2 separate regions of the Capsicum annuum genome follow, and region 2 is linked to region 1. The links are chromatin contacts, called in public Hi-C maps. All regions are on one chromosome and are shown on one strand. The core of a region is the stretch at or near the end of the contact, and the rest is flanking DNA. Distances in the headings are between cores, read along the strand shown.

Evidence for each region. Hi-C and Micro-C count contacts between places; a contact is called where the count stands out from the background.
Region 2: a Hi-C map of leaf shows a contact between it and region 1, with 4 times the contacts expected there. The contact joins the promoter of LOC107877898 here to the enhancer-like site in region 1. A contact is called at or near these places in 2 of 5 Hi-C or Micro-C datasets (leaf and placenta).

Annotation. Positions count from the first base shown.
Region 1 is chr7:114,756,669-114,760,313 of UCD10Xv1.1, reverse strand. No RefSeq gene overlaps it. Among protein-coding and RNA genes, the nearest start is that of LOC107877122, 28 kb to the right of the region's middle. Within about 2 kb of position 1,728, at least 5 of the 5 cell types and tissues checked have an H3K27ac peak or open chromatin away from gene starts, as enhancers often do. A contact at or near this core is called in leaf, where this site is marked.
Region 2 is chr7:114,890,428-114,893,772 of UCD10Xv1.1, reverse strand. LOC107877898 (probable polygalacturonase) reads right to left here and starts at 1,673. Exons shown (of 5, transcript XM_016724692.2): 1 at 914-1,673. The coding sequence starts at 1,351.

The DNA of each region.
Region 1 (3,645 bases), core at 479-2,978:
TTTAGGGTTTAAATAATAAGATTTAGTTGGAAAACATGTTACCGTCCTTTATGTATGTACATTGCACACATACATAAAGGAGGGGGAGATAAAGAGAGAAGCAGCGAAAAAGTTAGAACTTACTGATAGTCCTTCGATCTTGACTTTATATCTTTCACCCATATTTTAGTGTCACCTTCCCTGTACAGCGATGATTCCAAATTTAGCGACTAGAAAACTTCTAAGTTCATAAAAAATTTGAGTATCATTACAAAACATAATAAAAGACCATATAAACTTCTTACATAAAAAACAACAACTCTGCAAGACCAACAAACACCTTTCAATAGAATTGAATGAGAGTGCACATAAAAGAAAGTAAGTTATAAGTGTACCTTCGAGCAGCCATTACCTCAGGATAATATAACAATGTTCCTGTGAAATAAACAAGTATGTATTAGCCCCTTTCAATACACTAACTTTAACATTCATTCAACAAAATATAAAACTATACATAAGTAAAATTGAAGTACCTAGGGATCGTTTAGTAGCTGATAAAAGAAATGACAGGTATTAGTAATACATTAATTAGTTATGAGGAAATTTATGTATTATTTTATGTTGATTTTAGTTATTTGTGTATAACTTGTTCCACCTTCTATCTTGCATAAGATAATACAGAGATTCTCTCATAACTTATACCCGTATGTTATGCAGATTTTTAAACTATAAATTAAACATGGTATTAATTTAATACATGAATAACTCATTTCATTTCCACCCACTAAACATTATATAAGATAAACATAGTCACATGAATACCTTGTTTCATATCCAGCTACCAAATAACCCCTTGTAGTTTTTCCTAGAATAAAGTTCATTCCTCACCTTTCAAATAGCTCGCCAATAAATCAATTAGTGAAGGGTTTTTTATATATATATCTTTAAAAGACATTACCTAGTGGACTATTAACTTTGGAAAAATATACCAAATGTTTGAACAAATAGAATTAAATGAGTTAACCATATTGATGTCAGGAACATCCTATGGGCAATACCTACTGTTGACATCTGATTTTGCCCTCCACGTCTCAAATTAATTTTTGAATTTTTCAATTTTAAATAGTTTTGAAATATTTATGTTTAGTTATTTTGAAAGAAATTTCAACCCTACCTTTTGAATTTAGGCGAAATTAATATATTTAGTGTTTAATTATACATGATTATATAATTATCAGTTAAAAAAATATTTTAAAATTTATTCAGAATGAAAAGTTTGAACAGTTACAAATATTCTACTTTTCTCAAGATTGATTGAAAATAAGAAATTGATGACATAATTAATTTCTTAATTTTTATATTATTATTATTTTTTTTTTTTTTTTATTATTATTATTATTATTATTATTATTATTATTATTAACATCTTCGAAAAAAAAAGAAATAAAATAAAATTGTGTTGTATTTAATATTTATTTTGAAATTATTAAATTTGATAAATTCGTTAAATTAATTAGAAGATAATTTTGTCTCAATTTTACCCAAATTTCTTCAATTGTGACTATTTTAGTAATATAAAATGACCATAATTAGGAATTAGTAATTGTTTTATTAGCCAGTCCATTTTCCTCAACCCATACAATCCCTTTTCCCACTTTCAAATTGGGTCACCAGTCCAAACATGGTCCCAGCAGCCTAATATTAACACCAAAATCAGCCTCAAACAGCAACACCCTTAACAGCCCAACAGCAAAGCCCACCGCCCCATTGACCGACCCGGCCCATCTCCCATTGCCCTTTCCCCTTAACAGCAAACAACGACAGTTTCAACAACATTCCACAACAATTCAATAACGACAATTTCAAACCCGACCCGAACCCGTCTCTTCCTCACTTAACCTGACGTAACACCACGTTGTCAACAATGACAGCAATAACAGTTGCACAACAGCTGTATCAACAGTTATCTTATCTTATTTTTTAAAAAAATTCAAATCTCAATTTATTTTGGGAAAAACTTGGAGCTTCGGAGCCACATGTAAAATTTTCGGAGAGTTCGAAAATCAGTGCCGACGAATGTTATATTCCAACAAATTCAAATTGAAATTTCGATGGTGGAATTCGTTCGCTACAGCTTGTTGTCCGGTTCGTTGCTCCAAAAAAGGTGAAAGCTTTTTCCCTAATCTCATTCGTATGACTGAAAAATTATGTTATGGAATTGGCTGTATTTATCGCCGTTTTGTCGATGAATTAATTGTCCGTATGAGAGGAGCATCCAGACACTTTATTAGGATGAATTTTGGGATGATATAGTTCTTTTTCTGCCTTTGAGATGTAGTAGTTCTTTTCTTGGTGTGAAGTATGTTCAATTGTTGATTCTCAAAGAATTTAAATTTGTGTTAAGATTTTCTCAATTTTATTATCATCATTACTCTGTTAAATTGAATATTTTCGTCTTAAAGTTTGCAAAAGAAAAAAAAAAGAAAAGTAAGGTTATTCATCATAAATTGTTCTGGCTTTAGCTATAGATTAGGTTAGCCTAATTTTATTTAATTACTTATTTATTTTTCGAAGTCTATGATTTCCGAACTTTAAGAAAGGAATGTTTCACACACCAATCTTTGTTTTCCTTACCGTAGCATTAACAGTGAAAGAATATGTTTAGTTTGGTGAATTTCTCTTTGCTGTTCAGTTCATTTTTTTTCAAGAATGTTGGAAATTTTTTTTAGAATGAATTGAAAACTAAGATTGAGCAGTAGACATATACTTGAAAGAGAAATATTTGATTCTTTAAGAAAATTTCCTCTTAGTATATTTGCAATTGTAGAAAAGGTTCTTGAAGGCTTTTATATTTGGGAGTTGTGACTCATCCAGAAGGCAACTTTTCAGTTTTATGTTATGGAGAGACGTGGATACATTTATCTCACAATATGGCTGAAGTTATTTAGTTTTTCACTATATTGCTCATTAGATGTTAAGCATATGTGCTAGTTTGAATATTCGTTTCATAATGTTGTGATTTTTTTATTTTTTTTTTGCATGAACTCGTTCGAGCCCTTTTGGACTTTTTCCTAGCATCCTCGTTGGGTCTAACCCAACATCGAGTCAAAATCTCAAGTCCAAGTCCCGAGAGGACTGTTTTTGCATTGGTATACAACGATATAAGCATTAGGGGCTGGTATATGCTGATATACAGTGAATATACATCGTAAGCAGCAGCTGCACATCATCACACGATTTATGATGAAAAGTGGAGGGGAAATAAGCAGTATTTGTCACTGATATACACTGTATATGAAGTGATATACACAAAAACGTTGAGACTTAAGCTATTGATATACAGCTGGTATACACTTTAGAAAATGGACCCAAGTCCATACGAATGAGGTCCAAAAGCTGGACAGCTTTCTAATGGGCCAATAAAGGCCCAAATCTTAAAACTTTTGTTCCTCTTTTCCTTGTATGTTATTGTTGTTTATATGTACTAACTCTAATTTTACTTACGTAAACTAAGTAATTCCCTAAATTGTCGTCATTCTATTTTATCATTCTATTTTATCTTGATTTTCTTATTTAACATATAATTTTCTCACATAATTTTACATTATCTAAAACAAATTAAATTGATTCCTTCAATTTTCTCTTTAAAGCAAGTGATTAAAGATC
Region 2 (3,345 bases), core at 424-2,923, 130 kb before region 1:
CTCCCTCCGTTTCAAAAAGAATGACTTAATTTGACTTGGTACGGAGTTTAAGAAAATAAAGAAACTTTTGAATCTTGTGGTCTTAAATTAAAGAGATGTCAAATGTATCAAAATATCCTTCAATGTTGTGGTCTAAAACATGTCACGTGAAAAGTTAAAATTAAAAGTTGCTAAAAAAGGAAAAGATCATTCTTTTTGAAACGGACTAAAAAGGAAAGTAGGTCATTCTTTTTTAAACGGAGAGAGTACTACAAAATAGTTCTACACATATTAATTAAGGTGATATGAATATATGGCATTTCACTACCAACAAAGAAAATACACACAATCAAGGTTGAAACCATACCAAAATTAGACTAATCGAATTCCTATCAAGCATCATCCAAGTTCCAACACAATGTAATGTAACCAACAATAAGGTTTTACAGGTGGTTGGTTGATGCCATGTCATTATCGAAAGAGACTTAGCATAGATCCCCTAAAAATAGCTTCTCCGAGATCTCCATCTACAACTAAAGACAGGAAACTGTTTGATCCTTACTTTTCCAAACACCAATTATCAGACTCATCCACTGTATTAGTAGGGGCGGAGCCAGGTAGGGCCAAGGAAAATTACGTTGTTTGTACATGATCAAAATTATCTTTTACGTATCTATAATAGACATTAAACCCCTTTTGGCTTCTTCATGTGTTTACTCCTTCATATTTGAACTCCTTACTGACAATCCTGGCTCTGTCAGTCGTACACTGTCATCTCTCAGTTCTTAACAACCCCATAATCCGACTCATGTGTAGCAAGCTTGTCTATCACTAGAGCAAAAGTTTATAAAAGTAAAAACTAAGTAGTTAGTTTCTACTGTTCAGCATGCAAAATTGAGAACTGTAAACATTAACAGATCAAGAATATACTTACATCAATACCCAATATTACAGCGCTCTCAGCAAGGAAAAGAGTCATATGACTGGTAAGATTAAACGGCGCCGTTAACCAATATCCAGGTGGCACATTAAGCTGTCCACCACCTTTCTTACCAAGCTTAGAAATAGCCAATACTGCCCTCTCAAACGCCGCCGTATTCAATGTAACGCCGTCACCAACCCCACCAAAGTCCGTTAAGTTAAACGCCGTCGGACGGAGTTTCGGCATTACCATCACCGGAAAATTACGCCGGTAAAACAAGATTCCGGTAGTAGCATCCCTTTGCCAGAATAGAATAGAAAATATGAACGCGATCCAGAGAGCAGTTAAAAGGGTTTTGTGGTTAGAGAATAGTGGTGGGATCCATGGACGTGGGTGGTGGAATTGAGTCCAACGGGATGAAGATGACAACGGCGTTAGAGTCTCCACCATAGAGTAGTAAGGTTGGAGATGGGACGGCAGGAGGTGATCGGTATCCCCGGATACAGTTAGGTAAGCGAAAGCTGGCCAAACACCAAGGTTGATGGGAGAAATGTTGGTATGTATGTGACTGTGTAAATGAAAATAAAATAGTAGTATTATTACTAGCAAAGACAATAATGCGAACTGAAATATCAAATAAAGAAGAATTTGGAAGGTGAAATGTAGTGGTCGGGATCAGTGAGATAGATGGGTTAGGTAAAAGGTGATGGGGTCGATGGAGTGCATTCAAAGGAAGAACAATGTTTTAGATACACACTAGGCTTAATTTGAAAACAGTGGGTGTTACGCTAATTTTATTATTTGCTGATACGTGGCTATACACACTTGCCCCGATATATCAAGCAGGGGGAAGCACGGGCCTTCAAAACTAACATTTTTAAGTTAATTATTGTCATTTATAATATTTTTATGTAGTTTTTTATAATATATATTATATTTTTTATTTCAATTTATGTGATATTGATATAATTTTGAATGTTACTAATTTTTTATATATTTTAAATTATTAATTATTGTGATTTATAATACTTTTTTTGTTTCAATTTATATGGTAATAATAAAATTAAGTCACCTAATTTTCTTTTACATTTTTTGAATTATCTTAAGTTGTTAATTATTATGATTTATAATATTTTTATGTAATTCTCAAATATATAACAAATTAAAAAAATAAAATAAATAAATATAAAAAAAAATATTTAAGTAGGCAATACAAACAAATATGTCGATCTGTTTTCTGCTTATCATCCTTCATAAGTGAGGTAATAAATCACAAATATCAATTTAAGTGGCAAAATACTTAGATAGTCAGAATAATTAATTAGGAGTGATATAGTAAAATTATGATTGAAGTAGTGAAGCAAACATGTTAATGACTTACAACAACTAATTAAAAGTGATATATCAAAATTACTATAAAATATATTTGTGAAAAGAATTTAACTGGCCCTCACATCAAGATAATTTAAAATATCAAGGGTTAATTTATCATTTTATTTCTATTTTATCACTTTTTATTAAATATTAATTATTTTTAATACTTTGATGATTTATAATAATTAATTAGGGGTGATATTTAGTCAAATTATTATTGAAGTAGCTAAAGCAGACATGTAATAAATATCTATTTTTTAATTAAATATTATTAATTTTTAAATACATAAATAACTTCTAATAATTAATTAAGGATCATATAATAAAATAACAGTTGAAGCAGATGAATTAGGCGCGTCGAAATGATCTCTTCTATATCACATAAATATTGTTAGTTTAAGTAAATCTTAGGTAAGTTTATTTCAAAATATTAAATATATGATGCTTTAAAAACTAATACTTCTTTGTAAGTTTTCATTTATCTCCAATTAATAATGTTTTACCTCCCTTTCGATTTGCTTATTCTATTTTGATTTGACCTAAGGTTTAAGAAAGCAAATCAGATTTTTGAATCTTATGATCGTAAATTAAAATCTGTCATATCTATCAAACTGCTCTTTAATCTAGTTGTCTTAAACATTTTATATCCAATTCTTGTGAATCCTACTTGTTGTGAGGAAAATCTTGGAGGGTAGAAGATATGTCTTACAATTACCCCACCTTCAGGGTGACCTAACTACCGGATTTAACACTCTGTTAGTTAATGGGAAGTTCTCCATTCACAAGATGTATTGTCTACTTCTACCTCAAGACTAAAAAGTCCCCTGAAAGAATATCACTCTGCAACAAAGTATTCACCCAAGATATAAATCCACTCTTTGATTAGCTGCTTGAAGAAAACTAGCTACGGTCAAAAGGTTGCAAATGTTTGGCTTCCATATTCCTATGAATTGCATCTTTTTCCACAAAAATAGAGTCATTTGATCATTTATTCTTGGTGGTACACTATTATAAGAGAGTTATGGATTAGTTGGCTGGGCATAACCAGACTAGAACGAGGAGATACTATG